Linked DNA regions of Podarcis muralis: region 2 is linked to region 1. A link is a contact called in public Hi-C data. All regions are on one chromosome and are shown on one strand. Each heading gives the region's core, a stretch centred on a gene start, on an enhancer-like site or on the middle of the called end of the contact. The rest is flanking DNA. Distances are from core to core; before and after follow the strand shown. Region 1 holds the start of MBIP (MAP3K12 binding inhibitory protein 1). Region 2 holds the start of BRMS1L (BRMS1 like transcriptional repressor).

Region 1 (4,719 bases), core at 1,761-4,260:
TAAATTCAGGGGGAATTGAAATGGGGCATAAGATAGGTTACTAATCTGGGTTAATAGGTGAGTGAGGAAGATTAATATGCTGTTATCTAGAGATACTTTGGGAGTAAACTGAATTGATGTAGAGAGCAAGACCTGTTGCAGTAAATGAGCTGGAGGGGAACTGATTTTTGATGTTCTAGGCAGGAGTGCAAACTAACTGAAGAATTTATCTGGGGAGATTTGGATGGGAAATGAGTTGGTTTTCATTCTGTGATTTAAATTTAAAACTTGAGTCTACAAATTAGCATATGCAAATTTGTGCCTATGGGTCCACACTTTCAACTACTTTTAAGTACAAGACAACACCTCTGACCAGCCATCTCATGCCAGGGTTCCATGATGGAAGAATGGTGTAATATAAATGGGGGGAATAAGAATCTAGAGAGACAGATACACTTTTCTGAAAAGAAACAAGTGGGTAGCAGTGTAAAATTTGCAGTTGTGGAGTAGAATCTCTTGACCCTGACAAACAAGAGCAAAAACTTTTGTGTTGAGAAGTAAGTCTAAGGACTTATTTTTCATTTTTACATGATGCAGGATAAAAATGCCCATTATTTATATAACCTTTTCTGAAAGTTCAAAACACTTCATGGATGTAGTGCTTAATGGCATGTTTTTTTATATAATGTAAATGGCACTGGAGTTGAAGCTTGAAGTGAGAGGAGGAGTTTAATGTGTTCACTTCCTGCTAGGATCCCAATTTTAATCACTTCTCCAAAGCTACTACCATACATGCATTTCCAAAGAAGTTCCCACTGGCACCAGGAGAGGCTTCCCTTGAAAAAACAGCTGCAAACTGTGGATGGGAAAAGTTAAACATCCTCTCCTCACCCTACCCTCCAGTCCCAAGGCTGTTATTTACATTTTAAAAAATGTTATACAACATATAACCTTTATTTAAAACCAACTGTGTGCTAGGCACTATGTAAATCCAGGTGTCTCTGTCCACACATTTCAAAGGGCTGCTTTGTGTGGTGTTTGGGGTTTAATTCTCCCTCTGCATGGCAATAAGCCTGCCAGAGAGAGACATGCGTGAAGGGGAAGTCCATGCATGTACAGCTTGGGCTCAAGCTAAAGACTGTACCTCCCTGCATCAGCCTTCTTCTGGGAAGGCCTTTCTCATGGTCCTGACACCTTCACAGGCATGCTTGGTGAGCACACAAGGGCTTTCTTGGTGGCTGCTCCCAGATTGTCAAACTCAACTCCTTTCTGCTTTCCTTTTGCCAGCAGGCAAAGACCTCTTTGTTGGGACAAACTGGCAGCAACTTCCGAGGGTGGGTGTTGTGCTAACTTTGCATGTGTTTTTAAATGTTTATACAGTAATAGCGTTATTGCTGTCTTTTAATATTTGTATTTATTCTCTCTCTCTCTCCGTGTGTGTGTGTGTGTGTGTGTGTGTGTGTGTGTTAAAGTAAAGGTAAAGGGACCCCTGACTATTAGGTCCAGTTGTGGCCGACTCTGGGGTTGCGGCACTCATCTTGCTTTATTGGCTGAGGGAGCTGACGTACAGCTTCTGGGTCATGTGACTAAGCTGCACACGGAAACGCCGTTTACCTTCCCGCCAGAGTGGTACCTATTTATCTACTTGCACTTTGACATACTTCTGAACTGCTAGGTTGGCAGGAGCAGGGACCGAACAATGGGAGCTCACCCCATTGCGGGGATTCGAACCGCTGACCTTCTGATTGGCAAGTCCTAGGCTCTGTGGTTTAACCCACAGCGCCACCCACGTCCCTTCGTGTGCGTATTAGTTCTGTTTTAATTTCTGCTGTGAGCTACCTTGGGTCCTGCACTGGGAGAAAGGCAGGATATAAATAAATACTTTTCATCATGTTAACGCCCCAAGTCAATGAAGAGCACTGTGGAAGGGCTTCTTGCATCTTTTGCATGCAGAATGTCCCAGGTTAAGTCCCTGACATTGCCAAGCAGGGCTGGGAAAGATTCCCTGTTGGGAAACCAGGGGAGTTACTGCCGGGTCAGTGTAGGCAATACTGAGCTAGATGGTCAACTGGTCCAACTCAGTATAAAGGGCATCCGAGGATCCTGAGCACCTAAACCCTTGCACGCACTTCTCTCTTCATGGCAGTAGCGGTGCAAGAGCTAACAACCAGCAGGGCCTTTCTTCTGTTGTTAAGGAGTGAAACAGTGGTGTTAAGATATGGCATGCTGCTCTAGGTGGGTGCAGAGTTCTCTCCCCCCCCCCCCCGCTCTCCACGTGAAGCTTTATTTTTGGAAGAAGCAGGGAAGCTCAGCATCAGATCCTGTGTAGTTTCTGCAAGGTGGGACGGAATCTGAATGCTACTTGCCTTTAAAATTTAAAAGGAACAGCAAATTATATTTGCATAGTGTTCAACTTGAGTTCTTTATGAAAGGCTTACATTTAGTCATCTGCTTAAGGCATGAACCTTAGCACTCAGCCCTTACTCTGACTTTGCTGAAGCAGACTGTCGTGTAACAGGCACTGAACACACGTGCTCTTCTTTTCACTCAGCTGCTGTCCCCAGGAGAATCCCTGGATTGTAAGCTGCTCAGGGCAGGGTCTTGTCCTACACACACACACACACACACACACACACACAAACGCTTCACCGGATAGCTCAGTCGGTAGCGCACGAGAATCTAAATCCCAGGGCGAGCCTGGGTGAAAGATTCCTGCATTGCATGAGGTTGGACTACTAGATAACCCACCTCTACAATTCAAACATCTCCTTTTCCAGATGCTTCTCAACGCAGCCACATTGCGCAACGATCAAAGCGGCTGCTCCGCCCCTCAAACAGCAGCTGGTGGGGAGCAAAGGCGCTCCCCTTGAGAAGGACCGCGTTTACACGGAGACCGGCAGGAGCCGCACCCGCAAAGGCGGCGCGTCTCAGAAGCCCCGCAGCTGCGTCCTTCCCTCTCTACCCATCGGTCACGTGAGTGGGCGGGGCCCTGAAGCAGCTCCGGAGGCGAGCCTTCCTCCGTCATCCCCGTGCGACGAGGCGCGAGGGGCGGAGGGAGGGAGAGGCATGGCCCCCGCCGCCGCCGCGCCCGGGCTGTTTGTTGTGGGCGGCTGTTATGGCCTCCGTCGCGGGAGAGGCCGGCTCCATCCCGCCCGAGGTCTCCGCCCCGCTAGGGGACTCCTCCGAGGAGGCAGCCGGAGAGGTCTTGAGAGGCGCCCTGCGCTCGCTGCCGGCGCTGGTGGGGCAGGTTAGTTTTGCGGGGAGGGAGCCAGCGCAGCAGCCGCGCTTGGCGGCAGAGTCGGAGGCAGGAGGGATGAGGTGCAGTTGTTGCCGCCGTGGAAACGTCCTCGAAAAGGGGGGGCTTATCTAAAAGGGGAAAAATAAAAGGTCGGCCCCGACACCCAGCTCCGATCTCGCTGCACAAGTTTCCCGAAAGACGTGTATCTGCACGAGACAATCGTGTTAAAATAGTTTTTAAGGAGTCTCTCCAAGGAAAAGAGGCTTATGATTAAGCCTAGCATAGTGCTTCAGGGCTCCCTTCCCACGTTTTCTCCGTCACGCTTCGCGTATCTGAGCATCGAACCGAGCTTACCAAACCTAAGCTTGCTACTACTTGGAAGCAACAGCTATTGATTTCCGCAGGAACCTCTTGCCACCCTCGGTGATTGTTGTTGCTGACATGCATGCCCCACAGAAATCAATAGGATTACAAGGGACGTTTTAATCCTCACGTTTTTCCTAGTGGGGTGTTGCTTTCATATATTTCATTTAGCTTTTCCAGGCTCGTTTTTCTTTGATGCATTTGGTACATTGCGCTTTCCAACCCCAACCCCCCACCACTCACGTGTGTGTAATGTAAATCTGCAAATTTGGGAACCTATTTTGTATATGGCTCTTCCTCTTCTTCCACTCTTTTTTTTTATAATAACCTTCATTATTTTGACTTGTGTGACACTGGCACATGGGTGGCCGACACACATTTGTTCTTCAGTGATCAAATGTAAGTAGCTGAAGAACTGAGTTCAAATTGTGGTTTACATATTGTAAGGAAGGGGAGCAAAAATCCCATGTGAAACTCAGCATTCTGTAATTGCTTTTTTGCCACCTTTATAAATGCCTACATACACACATTTTACAGTCTGCCTTTCTAAAGGATAGAAATCTCTTTAAGGCTTGTGTTACAATGACTCTTAAAAAACCTCTGCTATTAACCTAGGTAAAATGTAACAAATACAGGCCTGTCCTCAAAATCTTCTCTTGCATCCTTGAGCATTTACATGCATTTCAATTAAACAGAAGCACATATTGATTGAGGAGTAGATAAATGGTTTATTTCTATCTGCATTGATGGTAAGATGGCTGCTGGAGTGTAGTATCACTTCTAGTGTCCAAACTTTTTTTAAAAAAAAGTGAGTTGAAAGTGGGAGAGGATGAAGAGAGGAGCCATAAGAATTCTTTACAATGAGGAAAGGATCTATTACAGAGACAGATAATTAAAAGATTCAATAGCTATAGTTTCAAGAAGTGGTTTGATCAAAGAACTTTAAGGAGGAAATAGAAATTGGTCAGAGTCAATAAACAGTGTCATGTTATGTCTTTTGTTAAACTACATGAAGTGGGTGGAAATTAGTTAGATGGAAACTAGTTGTCTGGCTTTTTGAAAGTGGCATTTTCTCCAATGGATAAAAAGGGTTAGATTTAGATCTGGGAAATATGGGCTCAAGTCTTCATTGCTGTTTT
Region 2 (4,546 bases), core at 897-3,396, 260 kb after region 1:
ACTTTGCAAATCTCTCCTCCAAGACTTGTGAGGGGCATAATTTTGTGAGCCATGCTAAAATAATTGCAACTCTGTCTTGCACTCAGATTCCTGGTATAGCAACTGTATCTGCACTGTAGAGAGTTTCATTCTCACTTTCTATGCCTTCTTTTGTAGCATTCCCTTCCCATGCTTCTCTCCAAATACTGTTTGCAAAAATGTAAAGTATTTTATCTTCTCCCATTCCCTCCAAGTCCCCCCCCCCCCAAATTCAATCTCAATCTAGCCAGTCAGATCAAACTACTTTGTGCTTCCTTCTCAGGGACCTTAGTTATTCATAGAATTCCCTTGTGTTCTCTATGACTCTACAGATGTTGGAGAGCTCCAGCTGTACCTCTTCACTGAAACTCATTGTATGCCGAACTGTGTGTGTGCATGTGTAGACAATCCATATTCCCAGATTTTAGTGTGCAAGTAATTGTAGCTACAGGTTGAGATGCTCTCACTTCAGTTTCCCCCTCTCCTCCAATCTGTCCTACACGCACAATGTAGGAAACCTGCCTGGGAGAATATACATACATGCCATTTCCCTTTAAAGATTAGGTACAGCAGATCTGTGCTAGGTCTGGCTTGAGTTTGGCTCTTCTCTGTATGCTTGCCTGTTGTTAACACAGGAAGCAGTAAAAATATGATCTTGATTTCCCTGACCTGGCAGTAAGACCTTAAACTAAAAAGGAGCCAATTCTGAGTAGGCAGAAATAGAATCAAACTGTATAAATGGAGAGGATGCCTGAATGCACCAAACTGAAACTGCGTAAGTTAGTGGTTCTGCAGATGAGTAGTTCAATATCCAGCACTAACATTCAGTCGTTATTTGTTAAGAGCTGGCCTTATTTGGAGATGCATACATCTTTTCTGTTGTTGGGGAACATGTGCAAGTTTTGTGCGTTGCATTTCTGTAGCATTAAGATTTTTCTCTACTTTCTTCATCAGTCTGCCCACACACCTGAGCCCAGACACTCCCTTCTGTTTTTCCCTTCCATTACTCTGAATCAATTCTGACCATATATGTTTGTCCTGTCATTTCCTTGCCTCTGCCTAGCCTCATATGCCTCTCCCCTTCCCCTTCTCAGATCAGTCTTATCCGTCTCCTCTATCTATCTATCTATCTATCTTTCAATAAATAGCCTCCTTCTTGGAAGCTAATGTATCTTAATCTACTCTGGAGCCATCTCCTCACTCATCCATCCACGCCTGCATCTTTTTTTTTTTATCAGGGTTGCAACATGAAAGGGGGGAGGACAAGTATGTGTGGGTGGATGTGGGTGTGTAGTGGCTTGCCAAATGCAAGAGAGGACAGGTGGCTCCTGCAACTTTATTGGTTTACAGAAAGGGGGGGTCAGGCATCCCTGCTGAACGTCAGTAGCGTGCAGGAGCCCTGTTTTGTTTTTTTTTGGGGGGGGGTTGCCTCCGGAAGGCGCGGGCAAGCAAGAGGGATGCTACGCAGCTCTGCTCGGAAAGGATCTCCACTGAGTTCCACGGGCCCTACTCCCCGGCCAGCATGCACGGGGTTTTGCAGCCCTGGACGAAAGCAAGCATCTTGCCTGCCTATTGTTACCCCGGGCGACGCCTAGGGCGAGCTGCCCTGCCCTCCGCCCCACAGCCAAGGGGGAAGCACCGGGCGGGGGAAGGGGGCGGAGCGGACGGGGGAAGGGGGCGGGTCTGAGTCCTCCTTTTCCCACCCCCCGGCCCAGCCCGAGTGGGCAGGAGAGAGGGCGCCCCGCTGCCTCGCCGGCTTCACCTGAGCTGTCACCCTCCTCGGACACCGACGAGCTCTCGGACTCCTCCTCCTCGGAGCTGCTGCCCTCGTTCTCCCCGTAGTCCACCTCCATCTCGTCGTGGTTGTTCTCCTTCTTCTCCCGCGAGTGGACCGGCATCGCGCCGCCCAGCCCAGCCCGCAGGCGCTCGGCGTCGCTGGCTCCTAGGGACCGGGGGACAACAGCCCTCCCTGGCCGCCCGCCCGCCCGCCTGCCTCCCCAACGCGCCGAAGCTCCGCCTCAGAGAAACCCCGCCATCCACCTTAGCCCCGCACAGCCTCACGCTCCGCTCCGCCGCTCATTGGCCGACGACCCGCCGACGGGCGTGGCGCGCGGGTGGGCGGCGGGGCGGGCGGCGGAGCCGGAGCGGCGCGTGGCGGAGCTTCGCTGCGACGCGGAGGATCTCGGGACATGTAGTCTCTCGGAAGGAAGGCTTCACTCCACCTAACCGCCTGCCCGCCCCTCAGTGGGCGGCGAAAGGCGCGCCGAAGTGGAAATGTTTCCCAGGGTTGCGGGCGGCCTGCCAAAATAGCCGCAACAAAACCTCGAAATTCTGAGAGCCGGTGATGAAGATGGTGGAAAGATTTAGGAAAGGGTTTATTGAGGAGTCAGACCCGTAAAGCCGTACACGGCGGCAGCGGCAGCAGCAAAAGGCACGGGGAATTTGTGGGCGCCCAGATGCTGCCCGGACTACAGCTCCCACTATCCTTGGACATTGGCCATGCTTGCTGGGGCTGATGGGAGTTGGAGTCCCAACAACATCTGGAGGGCCTCCGCGTCCTCGCCGCTGTTGCGCAGGATGGCACTCTTTTAGAATGTAAGAAAGGTTCTTTTGCTGGATCGGACTAAGGGTCCCATTTAGAGCGAGAGCCAGCCTGGTTTAGGGATCGGAGTTACATGGCTTCAAATCCCCACTTCGCTACCCTATAACTCAGTCTAAACTACTTTGCTTCCAAGGATAAAATGAGCTGGGGAGAACTACTATACTGAATTTTTTTATAAAGGCATTGCAAGATGGGGTGCTTGATTTTCAATCCACTCTGAAGACGAATTGTGAAATAAACATGGAGTTTGCCTTCATTGTTGTTGCATAATCTTTGATGCTTCAGCTGAGCAGTCCGCTACATTTGCAAGTCTATTTTCATCTGTTCAATTGCTATATGTGAAGTTAGGCTATCATGCCAAAATTTACTTGCACTGAGGTCACATTCACAACATACATTTAAAGCACCTTTATAGCACTTTTCACAGCAGTTTTTTTTTCTGGGGGTACTCAAGGGTATGCAGTACCAGCACTTTTTTTAAAGGCGAAAAGCACTGGTTTAAAGTGTGACACTTCCTGTAACAAATTCATGGTGAGTACAGGCACCATTTTTCTAGAAGAAAAGCACTGTTTAACAGACATAGCTTCCCCCAAAGTATCTTGTGAACTGAGCTTTACCCATCACAGCTAGAATTCTCAGAACCCTTATCAGTTCCCAAGATGCTCTGGGGGAAGCAATGTTCTTAAAACGTTCTTTAAATGTATGGTATGAATGTGACCCTAATCTCATTTGCCATTTTGTTGTCTGTTGTTTGAAGAACCCTTTTGGTCGCACTAGAGAGCCTTGTTTGGAAACAGTTCTTAGCTTCAGAGACCAGCATAGTTCCCATGGAGTCCAAATGGAAGAGGACCTCCTGCCACAAGACGTTTTGTGCCAAATGAGTGATAGCAATGAGTGTAAGCAGTGTTTGGGAAGGAGCCGATGTCTGAAAAGCAATTCATGATTCAGCCAACCTTCACTAGTCAACCATTTAAGGATTTATCTGCCCAATTTTGTTCTGCAGCAACTGTGTGGTGCCTTCTCATCCAGGAATTTCTGGGCTCAGATGTCGTAGAACAGTAAGGAACCCCACCATGTCCCCGCCCTGCTAATGTGTTCACAGAAGCTCAGAGAGCAATAGCAAGCACATGACAGGCCAGCCTATTTTATAGCTATCCCCAAAATAGTGGCAAGTAAAATGAAAGTTAGAATCATTAAGTGTGTAATGGCATCTTGAAACAGTAGAGGCAAAAGGTGAGTCCTCCTGTGGATTGAAAACTGTCTAAACAAAAGGAAGCAAGGGTCAAGACAATATATTTTTCACAAAAACGGGCAGTAGGGTCTGCACTTGAACTGTACCATTTAATTTATATATGATAGTGAATCAAGGGTGAGTGATAAGATTGCCAAAGTTGTAAATGATTCCAAATTAATCAAAATAATGAAAACTCTTCAAATAATGAGACTCTTCAAATGCTCCAGAAAGCCAATTTTAGTGACATATTTTTGTTAATAAACAATTTCATACTTAACTGTAAGATATTAATTATAGTCTTTTGTCTCAATCTTTAAAGCTGCCTTTATGTACAATGAAATACTTATTGTGTGATATGCTTGCTTGAACATTTTTCACTTGCTTCTATTTCAACATGTCATTTGATTGCAAGCTAATCTGAAAGTACATGCTGCAAACAATCTGGAATGTGTGCACAGATGAGAAAAGGTCTGGAAACCAAGCCTTGTGATGAATGGTGGAGGGAACTGGGTATGTTTAGACTGGTAAAGAGGAGACTGAGAGGAGATATGAAAGCTAATTTCAAATATCTCAAGGGTTTCCACATGGAGGATGGAGCAAGCTTATTTTCTGCAGGCTAGAACCTGAAGCAATAGAAAGGAGATTCCAACTAAACATCACGAAGAACTATCTGACAGTAAACTGTTGGGAGG

Evidence for each region. A called contact is a pair of places that touch in the nucleus more often than the background predicts.
Region 2: a Hi-C map of tail shows a contact between it and region 1, with 3 times the contacts expected there. The contact joins the promoter of BRMS1L here to the promoter of MBIP in region 1. A contact is called at or near these places in 2 of 3 Hi-C or Micro-C datasets (blood and tail).

Annotation. Positions count from the first base shown.
Region 1 is chr1:33,448,512-33,453,230 of rPodMur119.hap1.1, forward strand. MBIP (MAP3K12 binding inhibitory protein 1) reads left to right here and starts at 3,011. Exons shown (of 8, transcript XM_028720498.2): 1 at 3,011-3,226. The coding sequence starts at 3,095.
Region 2 is chr1:33,709,881-33,714,426 of rPodMur119.hap1.1, forward strand. BRMS1L (BRMS1 like transcriptional repressor) reads right to left here and starts at 2,147. Exons shown (of 10, transcript XM_028720517.2): 1 at 1,781-2,147. The coding sequence starts at 1,916.